Regions from separate parts of the Pan troglodytes genome. Here all the other regions are linked to region 1. A link is a contact called in public HiChIP or PLAC-seq data. All regions are on one chromosome and are shown on one strand. Each heading gives the region's core, a stretch centred on a gene start, on an enhancer-like site or on the middle of the called end of the contact. The rest is flanking DNA. Distances are from core to core; before and after follow the strand shown.

What was found. HiChIP or PLAC-seq counts read pairs in DNA pulled down with a chosen protein or histone mark.
Region 2: an H3K4me3 HiChIP or PLAC-seq map of stem cell-derived excitatory neurons shows a contact between it and region 1, with 4 times the contacts expected there. The contact joins the promoter of PLK3 here to the promoter of HECTD3 in region 1. A contact is called at or near these places in 1 of 7 Hi-C or Micro-C datasets (stem cell-derived neural progenitor cells) and 1 of 1 datasets of contacts at active chromatin or transcription factors (stem cell-derived excitatory neurons).
Region 3: a contact with region 1 is called in an H3K4me3 HiChIP or PLAC-seq map of stem cell-derived excitatory neurons, with 2.8 times the contacts expected there. The contact joins the promoter of ZSWIM5 here to the promoter of HECTD3 in region 1. A contact is called at or near these places in 1 of 1 datasets of contacts at active chromatin or transcription factors (stem cell-derived excitatory neurons) and 1 of 1 other capture datasets (stem cell-derived neural stem cells).
Region 4: a contact with region 1 is called in an H3K4me3 HiChIP or PLAC-seq map of stem cell-derived excitatory neurons, with 5 times the contacts expected there. The contact joins the promoter of PTCH2 here to the promoter of HECTD3 in region 1. A contact is called at or near these places in 4 of 7 Hi-C or Micro-C datasets (blood, induced pluripotent stem cells and stem cell-derived neural progenitor cells), 1 of 1 datasets of contacts at active chromatin or transcription factors (stem cell-derived excitatory neurons) and 1 of 1 other capture datasets (stem cell-derived neural stem cells).

The regions. Positions count from the first base shown.
Region 1 is chr1:185,951,682-185,954,692 of NHGRI_mPanTro3-v2.0_pri, forward strand. HECTD3 (HECT domain E3 ubiquitin protein ligase 3) reads left to right here and starts at 1,528. Exons shown (of 21, transcript XM_016961571.4): 1 at 1,528-2,002; 2 at 2,185-2,345; 3 at 2,598-2,690; 4 at 2,770-2,905. The coding sequence starts at 1,634. UROD (uroporphyrinogen decarboxylase) reads right to left here and starts at 1,680. Exons shown (of 11, transcript XM_513127.7): 1 at 1,522-1,680; 2 at 606-1,059. The coding sequence starts at 625.
Region 2 is chr1:186,164,770-186,167,780 of NHGRI_mPanTro3-v2.0_pri, forward strand. PLK3 (polo like kinase 3) reads right to left here and starts at 1,582. Exons shown (of 15, transcript XM_016961451.4): 1 at 793-1,582; 2 at 519-626; 3 at 314-430. The coding sequence starts at 1,002.
Region 3 is chr1:185,759,618-185,762,628 of NHGRI_mPanTro3-v2.0_pri, forward strand. It overlaps ZSWIM5 (zinc finger SWIM-type containing 5), which reads left to right and starts at 1,435. Exons shown (of 14, transcript XM_513126.9): 1 at 1,435-3,011. The coding sequence starts at 2,970. It also overlaps the pseudogene LOC134809790.
Region 4 is chr1:186,121,775-186,124,785 of NHGRI_mPanTro3-v2.0_pri, forward strand. PTCH2 (patched 2) reads left to right here and starts at 1,472. Exons shown (of 22, transcript XM_016961510.3): 1 at 1,472-1,864; 2 at 2,683-2,875. The coding sequence starts at 1,793.

The DNA of each region.
Region 1 (3,011 bases), core at 278-2,777:
GGTGGGGGTAGGTGTCAGTATGCTACGCTGGAGGCTGGGGAAAGCGCGGGTTCATAAGGCCGATTCAGTCCAGGACCGCTATCTACCCCCTCCAGGCCAGCTCCCAAACCCTGGCTTTCCGCCCGTTCCGCCTCCTCTCTGCCTATCAGGTGGTGCACAAACTCCAGAAGGGCCCGCCCTGGGGCCTCTTCCCTCCACTTAGTCTCTACTCTTCCAAGCTCGAAGCAACCAGAGGGACTGGGGGGAGGGAATGAAGGCCCACTAAGGATAGTTTGGGGGTCTTCGAACTAGTGAGCCTCAGAAACGGGAATGTCACTGGGCTGGTTCAGGGGCTGAGAAATCCCCAGGCTGGGGGATAAAGAGGGATCAGAGTTGATGGTCCCAGAATAGAGATCCTGGTTGGAAATCCTGAGGCATCCCTTGAATTAAGGCCCTGGGATGAACGTCTCAAAAATCCATGGTTTTAGGATTCAGGATCCCAGCTAACGGAGTTCAGGTTGGGAGGTCTCCAGGGTGGGGAAAGGGGAGTACAGGGATAGAGTCCTGAGTTGGAAGACTCAAATTAGAAGCCCGGCTAGCCACACCGCGTGCTCTGGAGAACTCACCCCAACCCATTCGCTTCCATGGTCAGCTGTCTGTAACTGCGAGCTCAATCCGCAATTTAACCTGAATCTGAGCCTGCCCCCCAGTCCAGGCTCCGCCCCTTTCTGTAGGGAACCAAGGGCGTCGCCATGTTGAAGATCACATGATCGGACTCCAGCGACAGCTCCAGGGCTGCCCTGGCTGCTGCCCGTAGGACCCCTACCTTTTTTCACCGTAAAGTTCGCTGTAGCGACGCAACAACAAAGGCCCAAAAGAAAACTCCGCTGTAAATGTATCTTAGGGTGACATGAGGAATTTGTTCTCATCTGACAGTCTGGGTATCCGGAGGCTTGGCGCAAGTCCCACTCATGATACCAACAGTCTTATCCAGCCAGGTCCATACTATAGCCTGGACCTATAGTAGGTGCAGAGGTTAGCTCTGCTCAAGACAGCCCCGGCCTTTAAGGAGCTACAAGACTGGGGAAACAGAAATCAGCAATCACATTAAAATGAATAATGATCTCCAGTGTCCTTGGGATTAGGAGTGACAAACAGAATCAACCCTAATGACTCAAGACTCCTGTCAGTGGCAGGGGAAGGGGCCATTGTCTCAAACACTTTAGTCACACCACCCATAGGATAGGGAGTCCAGCAGATTCGCTGGGAGTGGGAGGAAAAACAGCAGGCCGAAGAATCAGAAAAATGACTGTTGGCAATGACCCAGGCTAGCTAGAATGGTGACTTGAATGAGGGTAGTAGCAGTAGAGATAAAATGGTAGTCACAAGGAAATGGAGAGAGGGAGATTGATCAGGTAGCAATCACCAATCTTGGGTTTGGTCGGCTGGGTTAGGGTGGCACAGAGATAAGTAATATGGTTGAGTGTGGGAGTACACAGTGCAATACAGTGAGAGCTGGGGTGCGCTTAGTCCAGAACATACGGCAAAGGCTGGCCAAAGGCGGGGAAGGGCGTGGTGGGAAGCTCTGTCGGCGGTCGCGCCAGCTGTTCCCCGGGCAGGGTCGCCTCTAGGCGCTCACCTCCGCCACTTCGCCATGGCGGGTCCTGGCCCGGGCGCGGTGCTGGAGTCCCCCCGGCAGCTGCTGGGCCGCGTGCGCTTCTTGGCAGAGGCCGCGCGGAGCCTCCGCGCCGGGCGGCCGCTGCCGGCAGCGCTGGCTTTCGTGCCGCGAGAGGTGCTCTACAAGCTTTACAAGGACCCAGCGGGACCGTCGCGCGTGCTTCTGCCGGTGTGGGAGGCAGAGGGCCTGGGGCTGCGTGTGGGCGCCGCAGGCCCAGCCCCCGGTACCGGCTCCGGGCCCCTCCGCGCCGCCCGCGACGGCATTGAGCTCCGGCGCGGCGCCTGCGTGCGCACCACGGGCGAGGAGCTGTGCAACGGCCACGGGCTCTGGGTGAAGCTGACAAAGGTGCGCTCTTCCCTGCCCAGGACCCGGTAAAAGACCCCCGGGGCCAGAGAAACCTCTGGCTCTTTGCCTTTCCTCCCCTGTATTGAGTTGGCATTGCGTTCGGCGCCCTTTGCCCTGGGCTGGGCACGACAGGCGGCTGGGCAGTTCCCTGACGGCTGTCCCCATCCTACGCGTCCCGGCAGGAGCAGCTGGCAGAGCACCTGGGCGACTGCGGGCTGCAGGAAGGCTGGCTGCTGGTGTGCCGCCCGGCGGAGGGCGGAGCCCGCCTGGTACCCATCGACACTCCCAACCACCTCCAGCGGCAGCAGCAGCTCTTTGGCGTGGATTATCGGCCGGTGCTCAGGTACTGCACTTGAAGGAGCGGGGCTGGCTGTCAGAAGGCCGGGCCAGGAGGGCTTGGGAACACTTCAGCCACAGCCTGGGGTGGGTGGGATACTGGAGCGGAGGCAGGGTTAAGAACAGAAAGGGGCGGGACGTGAAGGGGGCTCGGGTGGAGACTGGGAGATAGAGCCCTGAAAAAGGCTACACGGCATGGAGGTAGTGTCTTGCTGACCGCTGATGTCTCCCCATCCCACTCCCTACTCTGTGCCCACAGGTGGGAACAGGTGGTGGACCTGACATACTCACATCGCCTGGGATCGAGACCTCAGCCGGCAGAGGCATACGCAGAAGCTGTACAAAGGCTACTGTGAGTGAGCTGGAATGGGGTGGGGAGGAAGGAGCTCTGCGTCTGGGCCCAGTCTAATTAGGGGCTTGGGGTTGCTTAGCTATGTACCCCCGACATGGACCTACGAGTGCGACGAGGACCTGATCCACTTCTTGTATGACCACCTGGGCAAGGAGGATGAGAACCTGGGTAGCGTGAAGCAGTATGTGGAGAGCATAGACGTTTCCTCCTACACGGTGGGTGCTGGGGCTCCTCCCACCCCAGGCAAGATATAGTCACACCCCTCAAGGCTAGATCCAGAAAGAACCCCCACCTGCAGGCCAGGACCAAAACAGGGTACCC
Region 2 (3,011 bases), core at 332-2,831, 210 kb after region 1:
TTGGGAGGCCAAGGCAAGTGTATCACAAGGTCAGGAGTTTGAGACCAGCCTGACCAACAGGGTGAAACCCTGTCTCTACTAAAAATACAAAAATTAGCCGGGCGTGGTGGTGCATGCCTGTAATCCCAGCTACTCAGGAGGCTGAGGCAGGAGAATTGCTTGAACCCGGGAGGCAGAGATTGCAGTGAGCCGAGATCGCGCCACTGCACTCCAGCCTGGGCAACAGAGCGAGACTCCATCTCAAAAAAAAAAAAAAAAAAAAGACTGTCTTCTCTCCCTCACTCTCATCCCTGCGGGAATCACCATCTTTCACCTTTCGGCTGCAGAGCTCCAAGAAAATGTAGATGTTGTCAGCGTCCTCAAAGTGGTGCGAAAAACGCACGATGTGGCGGTGCTGCAGGTCTCGGTGCAGCTCAATCTCATTTAGGATCTGCGATGAGGGCGCGGAGTCGTCATCCTTCCATGGTTCCCATGCCACCGTCCCCACCCCACCCCTCGCCCGCTGAGCCTGGACCCACCTTCTCGCGCTGATGCGGCTTGGCGACGCGGCTCTGCGGGATGACTTTGACAGCGTAGGCGCTGCCAGTCTCTGTGTCAGTGGCCTCGTAGCAGCGGGCGAAGCCCCCCTGTGAAGAGGGGGCATCAGGCTGGGTGTTCCAGGGGGGCCGAGTCTGGCCCGCGGGCGTCCCCGCGTTGGGGGTCAAGTGCCCACGCCCTGCTCGGCGCCAGAAAAGAGGCCGGCCGGGACCCCCACCTCCACCATCACCACCCCGCGGACGTCCCTCGGCCCACCTTGCCCAACAAGCGGCCTTTGAGGTAGGTGCGGCCGCTGCGCGGGTCCGTGATGAGGCGCCCGGGGTCTGACGTCGGTAGCCCGGCCAGCATCTCCAGCTCAGGTCCGGGCAAGGCACTCGGAGGCGGCCCGGGCCCGGCCGGGGGAGCGGGCGCGGCGGCCGCACGCTGGAAGGGGCGCGGAGACAGGAAACCGGCGGCAGGCTCCATGCGGGCGGCGCGTCGCAGCGCGGTCCCGGCTTCTTCTCGGTTCCGCCCGGCCCCGGCCGCGCGTGGCGCTGCCTGGATTTGCTACGCTGCGCTGGCGCCCAGGGGAGCCCAGCGTTTTTATCAATGAACGCCTGCCCCCTCCCCGGCGTCTGGTCACCGAGAGTCCCGCCCCCTTCCTAGCAGCGAGTCGAGGAGAGGCCACTCCCATTCCCGGCCTTACATCACCCAGAAGCTCCTCCCCCACCCAACGCACTGCCAGACCCCGCCTCCTCGCCGCGCCCCGGGGCGCAGCCCGGCAGCTAGTCACCATGCAGGTGCAACCAGGCCGCAGGGGCCAGCTGATCCCTGTCCGCCTCTCACCCGTCCTTGGCCACTGCGAGTCCCGCTCATGGGGGCCTCTTTCTTTCCCCATCCTTCGGGATGTGTGCTGAAGTCCGAGTGGGGCCCGGGCATCTGGGGGCGTCTCCCCAGCAACTAGATAGATCAGCGTTCCAGCCAGCAGCGGAGAGGCAGGGGCGGCGCTCGCTTTTGCCCGGGCATGTTACCCGACACTCCCCTTTCAGTGTGCCGGACCGCGTGTGTCCCTCGCCCTCGCCCGGGGCCCGGCCCAGTGCTGCCCTCTTTAGGGCCTGGAAGGAAGGCACAGTCTCGCGTCTGGCTTGCCTGGCCCGAGGGCTGCCTTGCCAGGTTTAGGAGCCAAGCAGTCTGGAATTTCAAGGCTTTTACCATGCTCCAGGCCACATCTTCCGCTACCCACTTCTACACTCTTGAGGGGCAAATTTCGGGTTCCTCCGGGGTCCCCAATTCCCTTCCTCTGAAAATACCCCCGGGCCTGGGTCAGCAGCCAGAAGCCAGAAAGTGAATGGGAATTGGATTTTCTTTTTTTTCTTTCTTTCTTTCTTTCTTTTTTTTTTTTTTTTTTTTTTTTTTTTTTTTTTTTGAGACGGAGTCTTGCTCTTTCGCCCAGGCGGGAGTGCAGTGGCGCGATCTCGGCTCACTGCAAGCTCCGCCTCCCGGGTTCACGCCATTCTCCTGCCTCAGCCTCCCAAGTAGCTGGGACTACAGGCGCCCGCTACCACGCCCGGCTAATTTTTTGTATTTTTAGTAGAGACGGGGTTTCACCGTGTTAGCCAGGATGGTCTCGATCTCCTGACCTCGTGATCCGCCCGCCTCGGCCTCCCAAAGTGCTGGGATTACAGGCGTGAGCCACCGCGCCCGGCCCTTTCTTTCTTTCTTTCTTTCTTTCTTTCTTTCTTTCTTTCTTTCTTTCTTTCTTTCTTTCTTTCTTTCTTTTTTTAGACAGAGTTTCGCTCTTGTTGCCTAGGCTGGAGTGCAATGGCGCGATCTTGGCTCATCGCAAACTCTGCCTCCCAGGTTCAAGCGATTCTCCTGCCTCAGCCTCCCGAGCAGCTGGGATTACAGGCATGCGCCATCACACCCGGCTAATTTTGTATTTTTTTTTTTTTTTTTTTTTAAGTAGAGGCGGGGTTTCTCCATGTTGGTCAGACTGGTCTGGAACTCCCAACCTCAGGTGATCTGCCCGCTTCGGCGTCCCAAAGTGCTGGGATTACAGGCGTGAGCCACCTTGCCTGGCTGGGAATTGGATTTTCTCAAATGCTAGACACGGGCACTTGGGCAGCTAGTCTCTGGACCATGTGGACGCCTAGACCCCTGCGCAATGCCCACCCTTCCCAGGGCCAGAGACAGAGGCCCAGGACCACAGGCCTCCTGGCCTTGTCTCTCACCTCTCTGCCCTCCCTCTGTGCCAGCCAATCAATTACCATGCCATTCCTCAAAGATTTATTGAGAGCATCTGCTAAGTGCTGGACACTATCTCGAATAAAACTAATCAAGCTTGCAGCCCTCATTTAGTTTACATTCTGCTTGATGGAAACAGACAATAGGCAAGCAGATAAACAAGGTAATTGCAGGCTGTGAAAAGTGCTATGAAGGAAGAATAAACAGAAGAGCAAATGAAGAGCCTACTTTAGAAAGAGTAGCCAGGAAAG
Region 3 (3,011 bases), core at 185-2,684, 190 kb before region 1:
GTTTATCTCCAAACTCATCCTTTGCCTCCAGACTTTATCTTTCTCCTGATTCATCCTACATATTTCTGTCTGGTTAATATTCCTAAAACACTGCCTTTTATCATACAACTGTCCTGCTCAAAATACCTTTATTAGCTTCCCTCCACCAACCTAAGAAAATGCAGATTCCTCAAGTTAGCATTTTACAATGCTTTTAAAAGCTTTTCACAATGTCTCCTGTCTCTCTTGCAGTCTTTTCCCACTATTTCTCACCACAAACTTATGGTCCAATTAATCTAGCATTCTTGTTGTTCACAACCACATATTGCATATTCCCAAATGTCTTATTTGCCGTGTTATTACCATCTGTATTTATATATTTATGTGCTTATTTTTTATTTTTTATTTATTTTTTTGAGACACAGTCTCACTCTGTCTCCCAGGCTGGCAGTGGTACAATCTCGGCTCAGTGCAACTCCGCCTCCTAGGTTCAAGCAATTCTCCTGCCTCAGCCTCCCGAGTAGCTGGGATTACAGATGCCCACCATCATGCCCAGCTAATTTTTGTATTTTTGGTAGAGGTGGAGTTTCACCATGTTGACCAGGCTTGTCTCGAACTCCTGGCCTCAAGTGATCCACCCACCTCAGCCTCCCAAAGTGTTGGAATTACAGGTGTGAGCCACCACGCCCGCCTAACATGGAGCTTATAGTCTATTTTGGGAAACAGACATTAAGCAAATAAACACATAAATATAGGCTAGGCGCCGTGGCTCACACTTGTAATCCCAGCACTTTGGGAGGCTGAAGCGGGCAGATCACTTGAAGCCGGAGTTTGAGACCAGCCTGGTCAATGTGGTAAAACCCCATCTCTACTAAAAATACAAAAATTAGCTGGGCATGGTGGCATACACGCCTGTAGACCCAGCTACTTGGGAGGCTGAGGCAAGAGAATCACTTGAACCCAGGAGGCGGAAGTTGCAGTGAGCCAAGATTGTGCCACTGCACTCCAACCTGGGTGTGACAGAGTGAGACTGCATCTCAAAAAAAAAAAAAAAAAAAAAGGCAGTAACTGATTAAATCAGAATAACATATTCATTGATTCAAAGTGCAAATATTTTCTGAACATCTTCTATGTGTAGGTATTTTGGCAGGTGGTAGAAATAGGCCCTTACATGGAAATGGTTCCTGCCCTTCCACAGCTCATAGTCTAGTTAGGGGGACAGGCATTAAAGGAATATTCGTTCTCCCAAAAAACTCTGATAAATTATAGGAAGGAAAATAGTGTGTGTTATGGAAGCCTGTAAATGTGGTACCAGATTCAAGGTGGAGTAGGGATTATGCTATTTTGCAGTAATCTATTTATAGATATTTACAGATATAAATCCATTTACCAATATAAACAGATTTCTTTTTCTTTCTCTCTTTTTTTTTTTTTTTTTTTTTTTTTTTTAGAGAGGGTCTTGCTCTGTTGCCTGGGCTAGAGTGCAGTGGCATGATCATAGCTTACTGTAACCTTGAACTTCTGGGCTCAATCAATCCTCCTACATCAGGCTTCAGGGTAGCTAGGACTACAGGGTGTAGGCCACTAATCCCTGCTATTTTTTATTTCTTGTGTAGAGATGGGGTCTCCAGTCTGCTCTGTTGCCCAGGCTGGTCTAGAACTCCTGGCCTCAAGGGATCCTCCACTTTGGCCTCCCAAAGCCTTGGGATTACAGGCATGCGCCACTGCATCTGGCCTAAACAGATACTTATTGAGTACCTACTACACTGAATAAGCAAACAATTTGAATTACTTCTAATTCCAGCCAGCCTGGGCAACATAGGGAGACCGCCCCTCTACAAAAATTTAGAATTAGCTGGGTGTGGTGCTGTGCATCTGTAGTCCTAGTTATTCTGGAGGCTGAGATGGAAGGATAGTTTGAGTCCAAGAGTTTGAGGTTGCAGTGATCACCCCACTGCACTCCAGGCTGGACATCAGAGTGAGATCCTGTCTCTAAAAAAACTTTTTTAAAAGTGAATTATTTCTAATTCTTACAACATTTATGTGTAGAAGCATTATTACTAGCTCCCTTTTGCAAATGATTTAATAGAATCATGAATAGCATCACACACAGCAAGTGTGATTCACACCCAATTCTGCCTGTGCTCTTTAATTCTGAGATTACAGCAAAACCAAACTGTGGCTCCAGCCTGTCTCCAATCATTTACTCTCTTCTTACTCTTACTTTATCCTACACTCTAAATCTCGCTCACTTTGAAGGGCAAACTCAACTATAGAAACTCTTTTAATACAGTTCTTGGAAAGTTTTAAAGTTGTAGAGATTAGTTTGTCAGCAAATTCTGAAATAATCTGAGCTTTCTTGATCGAGCAAGAAACAGTAACTTACAATTGCGTGTTGTTTATGGAGTTAGTGATGAAGCTGCCATTCTTGAGCACCCACTATGTGCCAGGCAGAGGATAAATTATAGTGAAGGAAATAGACATGATTCTCACTCTCATGGAGTTGACAGACATTAAACAAATATATAAAAATACAACTATGTAAAGGTGTAGAAGACTGAGCCAAGTGAGGAAAACATGAAAGACCTAATTCAGATTGGAGGTAGGGGATCAGAGAATTCTACCAAAAAACACGCAAAAGTGTTTTGTATTCTAGGATGCAAGGTGCTAAACCCTCCAAAAGACCCCACCAGGATGCAGCCCCCGTGGCGATAAGATCTTGATGCCCCATTGTCAAGGGGTGGTGCGACTTTGTCCCACTCTGGGGTGGGGTGACCGCCGGCTTTATCCTACATTGTTGTGGCGTGAGACGAGTTTTCATCATCCGAACTTTCTTATGTTTTCCCCTAGTGTCTTCTTTCCCAGCGTCTTTCTGCCAGATCTTCCGCTCTGCTGTGACAACCTCCTGTCACATCAGTACCGTTGGAGCTGGATTGTTTTTTTCTCCTTGTACCCCGCGAGCCTATAACTTCACGGAGGCGCCTCCTTGGATGGCTTATGGCCCCGCCATTTCATTCAGTCACACAGTCCAT
Region 4 (3,011 bases), core at 222-2,721, 170 kb after region 1:
CAAAGAGGGGGTAGGCTGGGTACAGTGGCTCACGCCTATAATTCCAGCACTTTGGAAGGCCCAGGTGGGCAGATGACCTGAGCCCAGGAGTTTGAGACCAACCTGGGCAACATGGCGAAACCCTGTCTATACAAAATTACAAAAATTAGCTGGGTGTGGTGGTGCACACCTGTAGTCCCAGCCATTTGGGAGGTTGAGGTGGGAGGATCCCTTCAGACTGGGAGCTCAAGGCTGCAGTGTGCTGTGAACGCACCACTGCACTCCAACCTGGGCAACAGAGGGAGATCCTGCCTCAAAAAAAAAAAAAAAAGTGGGTTTTGGGGGTGATTCAAGTTCAGTTTTTGAAGATTATCTGCCAAGACAAAAGGACCAAAACATGTACAAAGGCAGGAACGAGGGAACACTGATGTGAGGGAACTATGGGAGAGAAGGCTTTAGCTAGATCACACAGGGCCCTGTGCTCCAAGTGGGCCTTGTGCTTTGGAGCTATCAGATTTGCATGTTAGAGAAATGACTCTGGTCTCAGTGGAGAGAGTGGACTGAAGAGGGCAAGAATGGAAGCCGGGAAGAGTGAACAGAAGAAATCTCGGGCTTTGATTGGGTCGGAAAGAAAGTGTGGCCCTACCCACTTTGATGCCATCTCTAAGACCTACTGCTACCTGACCCCCGACCTCTGGAAGGAGACTGTATTCACCAAGTCTCCCTATCAGGAATTCACTGACCACCTCGTCAAGACCCACACCAGAGTCTCCGCGCAGAGGATCCAGGCTCCAGCTGTGGCTACAACATAGGGTTTTTATACAAGAAAAATAAAGTGAATTAAGCCTGAAAAAAAAAAAAAAGAAAAGAAAAGAAAAAGAAATTGTGGCCCTAGGCCGGGCGCGGTGGCTCACGCTTGTCATCCCAACACTTTGGGAGGCTGAGGCGGGCGGATATCCTGAGCTCGGGAGTCTGAGACCAACCGGGGCAACATGGCGAAACCCGTTTTCTACCAAAAATACAAAAAGCCGGGCGTGGGGGTGCATGCCTGTGATCCCAGCTACTCGGGAGGCTGAGGTGGGAGGATGGCTTGAGCCTGGAAGGCGGAGCCTGCAAGCCGAGATGGAGCCACTGCACTCCAGCCTGGGTGACAGAGTGAGACCCCGTCTTAAAAAAAAAAAAAAAAAAAAAAAAGTGTATCCCTAACAGAGCCCGCAAATGCCCTTTCTCAGCGTAAGCCTCTGGACTTACACTTGGCCGGCGCTGCGCCTTTCCGGGATCCCCCTCCCTCCTCCTCCCTGGGGCCCCGAGGGCGGGAGGGAGGCGCGGGGTGGCCCAGCCTGGGTGGTCTCCCGCCCCGCCCCCTGCGGCGCCGTTACCTAGCAGCGGGCCGGGCCGCGCGGCTAGGGTAATTTGCGGGCCCCTCAGCCAATGGGAGGGCGTCGCCCCGGCCAGCTCCCTTTTCTGGAGCTCCAGCCGCCTCCCGGGGACTGCAGTCGCCACCTCGAGCCCTGCTGTGCGTCTCGGGCCAGCAATTCCGCCTGCGCGCGGGACCCATTCCTCCTCCAGCCGCCGCGGCCCACGGCCCACGGAGCGGGTGAATCCCGGCGCCGCGCCCCGGACCCGCAGCTCCCTGCTCTCCTCCCTCCCAGCCGCTTTAACACCCACACCCCACAGTCTCTCCCACGCCCGTGCCTTGGCGGCCCCACTGAATCCCTAAGCGGGGCCCAGCGGTACCGGGAGACCGGGCTAGCCTATGGGAGCGCCCAGATAACGCGGGTTGGGGGCGCCCGCGCCCCCCATCCCCGCCAGCATGACTCGATCGCCGCCCCTCAGAGAGCTGCCCCCGAGTTACACACCCCCAGCTCGAACCGCAGCACCCCAGGTGAGTAGAGGGGGAGCTGGAAGAAGGAAGAGCGGAGCCAGGTCTGTCACTCGGGCCTCTGCAAGGTTTGTGATGTCTTGAAGTGCCGAGTGTCATTAGATGTCTGAAGGCAAGTGAGAGCTAGCACCGCAAGCAAGTTGTGCGTGTGTGTCGGTGTGTCTGTGCCTGTGTCTCCTCATCGTCTGGCCAGTGAGAATGAATGTCTGTGGGTTCACCTCTGTGTCCACCCGACGACAGGTGTGTGTACATATGTATCCTGCTCTCAGAAAATGGGCCTATGCCGGCCGGGCGCGGTGACTCACGCCTGTAATCCCAACACTGGGAGGCTGAGGCAGGCAGATTACCTGAGGTCAGGAGTTCGAGACCAGCCAGGCCAACATGGGGAAACTCTGTCTCTACTAAAAATAAAAAATTAGCAGGGCGTGGTGGTGGGCGCCTGTAGTCCCAACTACTCGGGAGGCTGAGGCAGGAGAATCTCTTGAACCTGGGAGGCGGAGGTTGCAGTCAGCCGAGATCACACCACTGCACTCCAGCAAGGGCAACAGAGCGAGATTGCGTCTCAAAAAAAAAAAAAAAAAAAAAAAAAGAGAAAACAAAAAGAAAAGAAAGGAAAATAGGCCTATGCCTTCCTCAGGTGTGTGCTGGGGGTGGTGGGTGTTACATCTTCCAAGTCTGGGCCTGTGTCTGTGTTGGTGCTCCCTGTCCCACATCCAGAAATCAAGAAGCGAGGGCTGGGCAGCAGATATACAGGGTGAGAAGGGAAGGATTTCATGCATTGTTGCAGTGATGCCTGGCTGACCCTTCTCTTTCCATCCCAGATCCTAGCTGGGAGCCTGAAGGCTCCACTCTGGCTTCGTGCTTACTTCCAGGGCCTGCTCTTCTCTCTGGGATGCGGGATCCAGAGACACTGTGGCAAAGTGCTCTTTCTGGGACTGTTGGCCTTTGGGGCCCTGGCATTAGGTCTCCGCATGGCCATTATTGAGACAAACTTGGAACAGCTCTGGGTAGAAGGTAAGTTGTGGACACTGGCCATAGCTGCTCAGGTATGGTGAGCCCAAGACAAGAACGGGGTGAGGAGCTGGCTACTGAGCTCTAGCAGGCCTGGCCCTGGGGCTGGAGGGTCACCTGCTGGCCAGAGTCCTACACC